2 separate regions of the Zea mays genome follow, and region 1 is linked to region 2. The links are chromatin contacts, called in public Hi-C maps. All regions are on one chromosome and are shown on one strand. The core of a region is the stretch at or near the end of the contact, and the rest is flanking DNA. Distances in the headings are between cores, read along the strand shown. Region 1 has its middle 85 kb from the start of LOC103655927. Region 2 holds the start of LOC100274430 (putative cytochrome P450 superfamily protein).

Evidence for each region. Hi-C and Micro-C count contacts between places; a contact is called where the count stands out from the background.
Region 1: a contact with region 2 is called in a Hi-C map of leaf, with 4 times the contacts expected there. The contact joins the enhancer-like site here to the promoter of LOC100274430 in region 2. A contact is called at or near these places in 6 of 25 Hi-C or Micro-C datasets (bundle sheath, ear, leaf and 1 more).

What each region holds. Positions count from the first base shown.
Region 1 is chr4:222,712,929-222,718,010 of Zm-B73-REFERENCE-NAM-5.0, reverse strand. No RefSeq gene overlaps it. Among protein-coding and RNA genes, the nearest start is that of LOC103655927, 85 kb to the left of the region's middle. Within about 2 kb of position 1,815, at least 12 of the 20 cell types and tissues checked have an H3K27ac peak or open chromatin away from gene starts, as enhancers often do. A contact at or near this core is called in bundle sheath, ear and leaf, where this site is marked.
Region 2 is chr4:222,596,343-222,601,711 of Zm-B73-REFERENCE-NAM-5.0, reverse strand. It overlaps LOC100274430 (putative cytochrome P450 superfamily protein), which reads left to right and starts at 2,101. Exons shown (of 2, transcript NM_001148789.1): 1 at 2,101-3,167; 2 at 3,284-4,374. The coding sequence starts at 2,169. The coding sequence ends at 3,916.

The DNA of each region.
Region 1 (5,082 bases), core at 566-3,065, 120 kb before region 2:
TTTGAGCATGACATCATATGCATTGACATGTCATTATGTTTGTTACACCTAGAATGCATCCACTAGGCTAAAACTTCAAAACAAGTGTGATGTGGTGTCTTGAAGTGCTTGTTAACCCTAGAGTAGGGTACTTGGGTGTATGTGAGGCCAAATTGAGTATTACCTTAAAAGTTATGCTCATAAGAAACTAAAATTTATGGATTTGAGTGGCACAAAAAACCTAGAGCACTCAAAACCCTAAGAGGAACCCTAGAAAACCCTAATTTATGCCCTATGGGATGATTTCAATTTCTATACACTTTTGGACCAAAATGCATATATCAAAGTGGTAAAGTATCAAAAACTAAACAACTTTTACATTAGAGGATTTTCATGTAATGTGGAACAAATTGGACTAATTTGTGAAAAAGTCACAAGGACACCCATATGGCTAACTCTGAAATTAGTGTGTTTAAGTTGACTTTGGAACCTTGTGTTTCTTAATCCATGAAGATTTTGCCCTAGGTCACTACAACAAGTTTGTAGAGGTAGCATAGGGGTACAAGTTTGATTAAGTGACTGAGCATTGGTGCTGTATGAAAATGGGAGATAAATGGACCTAAAATTAGGCTGTCAGTCACCCTGAAGCTGAAATTTCGACTGACAGTGAACTGGGACAAACTTTGAGAGCAATTTTGAATAAGATCCAGTGGATGTTTGATCGAGGTTGCTATAACAAAATCAAAGCTAGTATGTAGGGGATCAACTTTGCTACAAACAAATTAGTAGGTTAGTACATAAAAGTTTGTGAAAAGAGCTCCTAAACTTGCTCTGTCAGAACAAGCTGAATGTGATTCTGATGGTACAGTAACTGAACCAGATCACTGATTCAGTGAATCTGTCACCGCCGGTGAGCTGGCGTCGCGATTCACGCCGGCCGCCGTGATTCGTGCCGGTGTGAAGTGGATAACCGTGGCGGGTGAAAGATCTTGACCGCGGATGGGGCTGTGAGCTGGCCGCCATACCCACTTGCCCCGTGACTGGTCGAGATGACCATCGCCAGAGTTCGCCGCTTACCGCCTAGACGCCACGTATTCGGGAGTGTTACCACGTCACAGTGGACCGTCGTGGATAGCTCGTCTATCGCCTGAGACATTGCCCCGGTGAACGTCACAGTAGTTTCGCGTCGGTGACTCACTCCCCCTCTCCGGCCACCAACTTCTTTTTTCCAAATTTGGAGCCACCGCTTACGGATACTATAAATTAAGTGCACAACCAGCTTCGTTAGCTTATTACGAAACCCGAACACCAACTCTCGCCTCCGATTAGCCACTGTGGACCGCGAATTTTGGTTTTGCCCCAAATCAGCCAAACTGGTCGCCGAGGAGAGCTCTTCCGTGGTCAGTGTCGCCGAAGGTAGTTCTAGCCCAATTACGATCTGTTCTAGCTTCCTTTCGGTGTGACGATGCTCCCCATACTTAGAATTCGAACGCTACCGCGCCTCATCGTCGGGAACGGCTTGGCCCGCCCTCGGTTTTTGTCGTCGTCGTAGATAGGAGAATCCAGGGCCGGATGAGCTCGATTAGAGCATTGCCTAGGCTCGCCTGGGTTCGGGGATTTCTATCGAGTGCTCGGTTTCATCAGGCATCACCATTTGGGGCGATTTCTCGTGAGAGATGGCCGGCGGGTGAGCGCGCCGTCGCCGGGGATTGAGTTGGAGAAGGAACAGAAACTCTAGGTTTTATCCACAAATGTCAGCGAGACAGAGAAACAATGTCACAGGCTCTTTACCGGTTTTTCAAATCACCGAGGGTCCTACGCAAAATTGCCAACAAAGGCGCGCGCGCGGGCGCACTTTTCCTGGTTGTGGCTCGGTTTGGGCCAGAATCAGCTCGGTACTATTCATAATTTTCCTTTTTCCTTTTTCTGCCAGACATGGAAAATTGTAGGAAATTTTAAAAAAATGGTAAAATTATAGGACCAATTTTTCTAAACTCCTAAATTCATCTAGTATTTAATAAAAATAGTTCCAAGATTTTTAGTCCAAACCTGGATTTATTTAGAATTTAAATATGCATAAATCCAGTCTTTTAGAATTTTAGAATTAATTTGGTAGCTCCAAAAATAATACAACTTTTTGGGTAAGCTTAGTTTGATGATTAAAGCCCTTGGGTGGAGTTTGAAGTGATTTGGACATTGTTTGGTCTCAAACCCAATAAGCTAGCCTCCTAGGGTTTAATTGCCTAGTACTGATAGAATACTAACTCAGGAAACCCTAGTCACTAGTGTGTACCGTGAAGGAAAGTTGTATTCAAGATACAACCTAGTATGTTTCTATTACATACCTGCATATTCATAGCATCACATAAGCATTCATGTATATGTATAGAAAACGAAGAAGAAGCTGTAGTCAAAGAAGAAGTTGTCCCACAAGCTGAGGATCCCCCAGTTGAGAACAACTTCTATTTTGACTTCTGTGGGACAGACCCAGAACCTCCTGCAACACAAGGCAAGCCCCAGTGCATTTACCCCTTTCCTTGATGTTTTAAACTCTTTATCACTTGAGATGATGCATTAGGTGATGATAGGAGTTGTGTGCTAAACAATTGCTGCATTTCCATCCTTGGAACTGATTACCATTCCTTGATACCTGTTTTACTTAAAGTTTTCTGATGCTTAGCTTTGCTTTAGAAAACAAAATGTTTTGTTTTAATCAAAAGATGATGCTTCATATGGAATGGGAAGTTTTCAAAGAAAAGACTTGATGGTGAATCCATCATGGCCATGATGGGTTCAACATATGAAAAGATGTACCTCTGTCAGGTACCAAACTTTGGGTTGCAAATGATAAAGATGAGACCGAGCGGGTGACTTGCACGAGAAGGAAGTCTCGGTGTAGTGTCTCTGTCTGAGTCGATTAAGGACCAAACCGATGTAGGCTTGATGATCGAGGACCTTTTAACTGGCCACATGCCTCGTCATGGGTAAGCTTTGCCTCGGTCAGACCAATACCTGAAAGGCCACCACGCAATGGAAGTGGAGAGATGGTGAGAGTAGCGTGTACCCTCCGTGGCAAGAGGCTGGACTGTGGTGTATCTGTGCTCTCGAGTGGCGTGAACCCGTTCTGGTCTTGAGAAACCTGATGGTAAGTTGACATATACAAGGGTTAAGTGCTACATATGTCGTGTGGCTGGAGATCCCCAGCTGGGTATTAATCGATTCGGATCGCCGTTACTTCTCGGACATGAAGACTTGGTCACTGACTTACACGTAGCAATCCAGTAAACTTAAGGGGTGATAAAAGATGGCTAGTGTAGGCTAAGTGCCTGAACTAGGATAGAAAGAACTCTAGATACAGGTAATGACTTAACCTGATAATAAAACTGGATTTTTAAGGATCCACTGTTAGTAAGCTTTTCTACAAACAGAGTCTTTGATTCTTGATCAGCTTTACCTTGAATCCCACAAGCCAGCATATCCTTGAGAAGTCTTTTTCCTTTGTCGGGTAAGACTTGCGAAAGTACAGTCCATACTCAGGGTCTTCGAACCCATGTTGTTGTAGGTGATGAAACAACCGAGTTTTGTTGTTTCTGCTCAAAGGTGGTGCCAAAGCACAAGGAAAATCAGTAAACTTGTTGACGAGAGGATGTTTTGCCTCCTAGTTATGTAATATTAAGTGCTGCACTTGAACACCCGTTATGTAATAAATACTCTCTCTATATTTTATATGAATGTAAATTATTGTATTGTAATCCTTTCCGCTTATTCTTTACTCTGATTATGTGTAATGTCTACATGATGGGTGAAGCGCTCTTGGGCGATATGATGAAGATACAGATAATGAACTTGCCGAGTGATTGCGCGCACCTGCATGACTGTTTGAGGTCCTTAGGACAAGGACATCTGTAGGTGGGCCTAATGCCTTGGGAGGTTCTGTGACAAATCCATCCAACTTCAAGGGCACCAGAATCAACCTCAAGACACATCCCAAGCACTAGGGGTGCAAGTTGAATTTTCGCAATGAATTTTAGACCATTACCTCCAAGAGGAGGACGAGGGGTCAAAGCGTTGAAGGATGATTCAACTCATAACTATGAAAGTTGTATTGTGTTTCAAAAGACCTATCAGGGCCACACTATGAAGACCTATCAGGTAACAATTCAAAAGCAAAAGTGTAGATAAGTCAACCAAAGAGATCCTTCACACATCATCATATTTTTCACTATACATTCCACAACACATCTACCATCAGGAGCCAAAGCCACAACCTTTAGCCTCCATTGCTTCAACGAGTCCTTCGCCTAGCCATTGGGGAGCTACTCCATTTATCCTACGTCCCTGACCATATGAGAAAGTACCTATGGGTCATCCTCAATTTCCAATGCAGGACCTGCACCAATAGGACAGGAAGGAGCCTTCCAAATCTCAAATAGTAAATAGCGCTATTCTTGAGTCAAAGCATATATATCGAGGCTAGAGGGGTTGGCTCAAGAACCCAAAGTTGCCGTAAAATCGAAAGACTTTTACACATTCTTTTACATTTTTTATTGTTCATCCCGACCTTCGCCTCAATGAACTAAAGAGGTGAAAAAACCTCTCTCAAGTTTTCTAAATGTAATTTTGTGGTTGCACCTTCAAGTGTAGTGAAAGTAAAAAATGCTCCCAAAGACCTTCGTACAAAGGAAGATCAGTCACCTAGTAATGGTGACAAGAGTCTGAAGTTCTTCTGTAGGACCGGTGAGACGACCAGAGGGGGGTGAATGCAAGTGACTAAAAATTCCCGACTTGCGAGCACGTGACTTTGAACCCAAAGTTCAACCCGAAAGCCCTCTAGGGACTCAAAGCAGCAGATCAGAGTGCAACATAGACCAGTGTCGTTTGTATGCACCAAAAACCCTAAGAACAGCAGACCCAACTCCCTAGTAAAACACATTTTTACTGACAGTTTTTTCTTACAAAATTTGCTAGTGAAAATCGTTTTCTACTAGCGCATTTTTAAGGAACCTCCAGTAAAAATAATTTGAAATCGATTATTTTAGTCTTTCAAATGACCTCGTACGAAAAAACCATCAAAATAAAAAGTTATAGATCTCGAAAAGCTAT
Region 2 (5,369 bases), core at 852-3,351:
CTCATAGACGGGCAGTGGACCGTTCAATGCATCGTCCACGTATCGAGCTTCTTTCACCATCATACGCCCGCTCACGTATTTTCCGAGTATTTCCTCGGGCGTCATCTTGGTGTACCTGGGGTTTTCACGAATAAGATTCACAAGATGAGGGTCAATTACTGTAAATGACCTCAGCATGAGTCGGACGACGTCATGATCCATCCATCTTGTGCTTCCATAGCTTCGGATTTTGTTGACCAGGGTTTTGAGCCTGTTGTAGGTCTGTGTTGGCTCCTCTCCCCTGATCATCGCGAACCTCCCCAGCTCGCCTTCCACCAGTTCCATCTTTGTGATCATAGTGGCGTCATTACCCTCATGTGATATCTTGAGAGTATCCTAGATTTGCTTAGAGTTGTCCAGGCCACTCACTTTATTGTACTCATCCCTGCAAAGAGATGCTAGCAAAACAGTAGTAGCTTGGGCATTTTTATGAATTTGTTCATTTATAAGCACAGGATTATCAGTACTATCAAAATGCATCTCATTCTCAACAATTTTCCAAATGCTAGGATAGAGGGAGAATAAATGACTACGCATTTTATGACTCCAAAAAGAATAGTCCTCTCCATCAAAGTGTGGGGTTTTCCTAGGGGAATTGATAGTAGATGCGCATTTGAATTATAAGGAATGCGAGAATAGTCAAAAGAGTAGTTTTGATTAACCGTCTTTCTTTTGGATGAGTCGTCGTCGTCGTCATCATCCCTTGGTGAAGAAGAGAAAACGTCGCTTTCATAGTATATGATCTTCTTGATGCGCCTCTTTTTCTTCCCATCCCTCTTCTTGTGACTCGAGCCTGAGTCAGTAGGCTTGTCGTCTCTTGGTTCGTTGAAGAGGGACTCCTTGTCGTTGACCACCATCCCCTTACCCTTAGGATCTATCTCTTCGGGCGGTTAGTCCCTTAGATGAAGAGTTTGACTCTGGTACCAATTGAGAGCACCTAGAGGGGGGTGAATAGGTGATCCTGTAAAATCAAACACTAAATAGCCACAAACTTGATTATAAAAATGTTAGTGCGAGTTAACCAAGTTACTATGAAACGAGCTCTTGTGAATAAATACTGTGAGCTCTTACCGAACCACCCGGACCAGCATACATACATACATACATACATACATACATACATACATACATACATACATACATACATACATACGTACGTACGTACATACGTACGTACATACAGCTAAACTATCTACAATCAAGTTTAAATTTAAGAAATATGGTATATGTATTTGTGTGGGTAGGTATTCAACTGCATATACCCGTGTGCACGGGTACAACAGGATCAGGTGCTCCTGGCCCTTCGTCGTCTACCTACTTTCTTTACCAACAGAAGAACCACGCTAAAGGCACGACGGTCATGTGCGGGCGACACCGACTTAGGCCCTGCCAGAGCTCGCAGGCTCCACGCGTCTCTCTGTGCCATCCTACATGTTGTGCACCCCTTGCTAGATGGCCATCGCACCACCCCAAGCACCACTGTGGCCCGGTAGAAATATCGTCGACGTGTTTCACGTCGTCGTCGTCGTCAGTCTAGTGCCACTGTTGCTAGCCCGTATTTAGTGAGGGTTCCCTATCTAGTTTCCAGCATATCTATATCTTGTAAAACTCTCTTCGAATATATAAAAAATATCATATCTCTTTGATCAATATATATTTTTTTATAGTTTATTTTATATTAAGGGCTAGCTTGAGAACTATATTTTACCAAGGGATTCATATTTTCTAAGGGAAAATGAACTAAATTCTCCTGGGAAAATAAAAATCCCGCGGTAAAAAGTTGTTTTCAAACTGGCCCTAAGAGTGGTCTTAAAACATTAGTATAGTAGCTTGCTCCCGCCATTATTGCCTTGCCTTAAAAGAAATCCTCCCCTGTTTGTGTGTTTATGGTCAGTTAACTACTTTTAGCAGCTATAAGCACACACCGCGTCAACGTCTGCGCTCTGCCGCAGCTATAAATTCAAGGGGCCGCCATTTCCAGTCCTCCGAAGACTTGAACAAGGCGGCCTCCGGTCTTCCCACTTCCACACGAGAAGGAAACGACCACCTCCTTTCCTGTGTCCCGAATCGGGAGTAGTAGTAGTAGTGCATCCAATCGACACACACACAAAAAAAAAGGTTAGTTAGCCATGGCGCCGCCAACAGAGGACTGCGGCTGGCTGCTGTACCTTTCCCTGGCCGCCAAATGCGGCGACCCTCAGCGCCTGCTCGGCTTCGCCGCGGTCTTCGTCGCGGCCTGCGTAGTCACGTCGCTCCTGCACTGGGCGTCCCCGGGCGGCCCCGCCTGGGGGTGGTACTGGTGGACCAGGCGGGCCGGGCTGGGCATCGTCCGTGCCGCCATCCCGGGACCCCGGGGCCTGCCGGTGGTCGGCAGCATGGGCCTGATGACCGGCCTGGCGCACCGCAAGCTCTCGGCGGCGGCCGAGAGACAGGCCAGCAGGCGCCGCCTCATGGCGTTCTCGCTTGGCGAGACCCGGGTGGTGGTCACCGCCGACCCCGACGTCGCGCGGGAGCTGCTCGCCAGCGCCGCCTTCGCCGACCGCCCCGTCAAGGAGTCCGCGTACGGGCTCCTGTTCCACCGCGCCATCGGCTTTGCCCCGCACGGCGCCTACTGGCGCGCGCTCCGGCGCGTCGCGTCCGCGCACCTCTTCTCGCCGCGCCAGATCGCGGCCTCCGCGGCGCAGCGCGCGGCCATCGCGCGCCAGATGGTGGACGCCACGACGACCGCCGCGGCCCACGCCCCCGTCGTCGTGGCGCGCCGGTTCCTGAAGCGCGCGTCGCTGCACAACGTCATGTGGTCGGTGTTCGGCCGCAGGTACGACCTGATGGCGGACAGCCGGGAGGCCGAGGAGCTCAAGGCCCTGGTAGACGAAGGCTACGACCTGCTTGGGCAGCTCAACTGGTCCGACCACCTCCCGTGGCTCGCCCGCTTCGACCTGCAGAAGACCCGGGCCAGGTGCTGCGCGCTCGTCCCGCGGGTGAACCGCTTCGTTGGCAACATCATCGGCGAGCACCGTGCCCGCCTCGGCCGCGGCGTCGACACCGCCGTCATGGACTTCACGGACGTCCTGCTCTCCCTCCAGGGCGACGACAAGCTCTCCGACGCCGACATGATCGCCGTTCTGTGGGTACGTATGCACGTTGCACCCACCCTGCTCGCTCTTCAACTATCAGCAGGGAAAAGAAAAGAAAGAAAGACCGATAAGGCGAACGCGCCTTTAACTTGTGATCGCACACCTCGCAGGAGATGATCTTCCGAGGCACGGACACGGTGGCAGTCCTGATCGAGTGGGTGCTGGCCCGTCTGGTGCTGCACCAGGACGTGCAGAGCAAGGTCCAGGAGGAGCTGGACCGGGTGGTCGGGCTGGGCCAGGCCGTGACGGAGTCGGACACGGCCTCGCTGCCCTACCTCCAGGCGGTCATCAAGGAAGTGCTACGCCTGCACCCGCCAGGCCCACTGCTCTCCTGGGCGCGCCTCGCCACCTCAGACGTGCACGTAGGCGGGTACCTTGTGCCCGCGGGCACCACCGCCATGGTGAACATGTGGGCCATAACCCATGACCCCAGCCTGTGGCCTGAGCCAATGGAGTTCAGGCCCGAGAGGTTCATGGGCCCTGCCGCCGAGGACGTCCCGATAATGGGTTCGGATCTCCGGCTCGCGCCTTTCGGGTCCGGCAGGCGGAGCTGCCCCGGCAAGTCACTCGCGGTGGCTACCGTCGGATTCTGGGTCGCCACCCTGCTGTACGAGTTCAAATGGCTGCCGCCGTCCGACGAGCCACGCGGCGGCGGCGTCGACCTATCCGAAGTGCTGAGGCTGTCGTGTGAGATGGCTGCACCGCTGGAGGCGAGGGTGGTGCCACGTCACGCGGTGTGCTGAGGGGGCTGAGACACGTGGCCTGCAGGGGTGGGGATCAGAGGAGGAAAGCTCGACCGATCGTCTTCTAGCTTCTACTACTACGTAATACCTTACCTTGTAGCAGAACGTAACGTGGTCGATATGAGATGTGTAAAGAAAGAAAAAAAAAGAACGCCCAGTTGCACCATGCATGCTAGCTGCTGGTGTGGAGTCAGTACGTAGTAGCAGCACCCGGTTTGATCGATGCTTATGTGTGTAATGTAATACCTACCTGCAGTTGCAAGTAAATGTGTGCCTGTTATTAGTCTAGCTAGGTAGTGTAGTGTAGTGTACCGGATGGTGAGCGAGCGTGACAGTTACCTTTCCTTTTCAGTACTGCCTAGCTAGCTAGACCTAGATGTATTATTATATATTGTGTACTCCCTTCTTACGTACGTGCGTTCCATAATAAATGTATTCTGTAGTTGTCTTTTTCTACTATTTCTTTATTTCGTTCCAGAGTACAATATTTTTTATAAGAGTTAGTAGTAACTTGTATGCTAGGAGCATATATAATATATTTCTATTAAAATATATAGGCCTAATGCAAGCGTGCGTACGCGCGTGTAAGCGTGTTGGTGGATAAATGTGCGCGCGTACGTCCTTGTCGCGAGCAAAAATAAAACAATAATAATAGACCTATTTTGGCAGCAGCAGAGCGGAGGCTGGCTGCTCATCATGCGGGCGATCCCTTTCCTGCTTTTCCGATCACAGGAGGAGGGCGGCTGGGCTCAATCATGGAGCAACCCAACAGGAACGTCAGTACACGTCCACTGCATCAGGTTGCCATCCCTGTCTGCGCACTCATCGCCGTCAACTACTGACAGGGAGAATCTTAACGACTGGTGTGCAGCGCTGCTCCAAATGGATCGGTCTCACGATCCCTTTAGGCCGCTGTTGGCTGCACCCAGGCAGGTGAATCGGAGCGCGATCTGACAGAAAGAAACGCTTGCTACTAGCTAGCTAGGTCCACGGTCTATCGTGTCTTCTGGCTGCGCTCTCCCTGTACGCAGCTAAACAGGCCCGGACCCCGGACGCAAGAAAGTTATAGCCTGATTGCTGATTGTGACTTTATGGGAGACATGCAATCTGCGACACTATTAGTACGATTAAAAAATGCCTGATAGTGACAGACACATAACATGGCTCTCACGGTCTCACCAACGACGCCTCGCTTGTAACATAAATGGTTCCGAAGGAAGAGTGATAACTAAGGGGTGTTTGAATACACCAGAGTAATAGTTAGCTGCTAAAATTAGTTGAAGACATCTAAACACTCTAACTACTAGTTCAACTATTAATTATTTTTAGTAAATTCACTACCGGAACCAACAACTTTGCCGAGTGCCTGAAGCACTCGGCAAAGCCTTAAAAACACTCGGCAAACGCTTTGTCGAGTGTCGCACTCGGCAAAGAGGGCTCGGCATATAGTGCA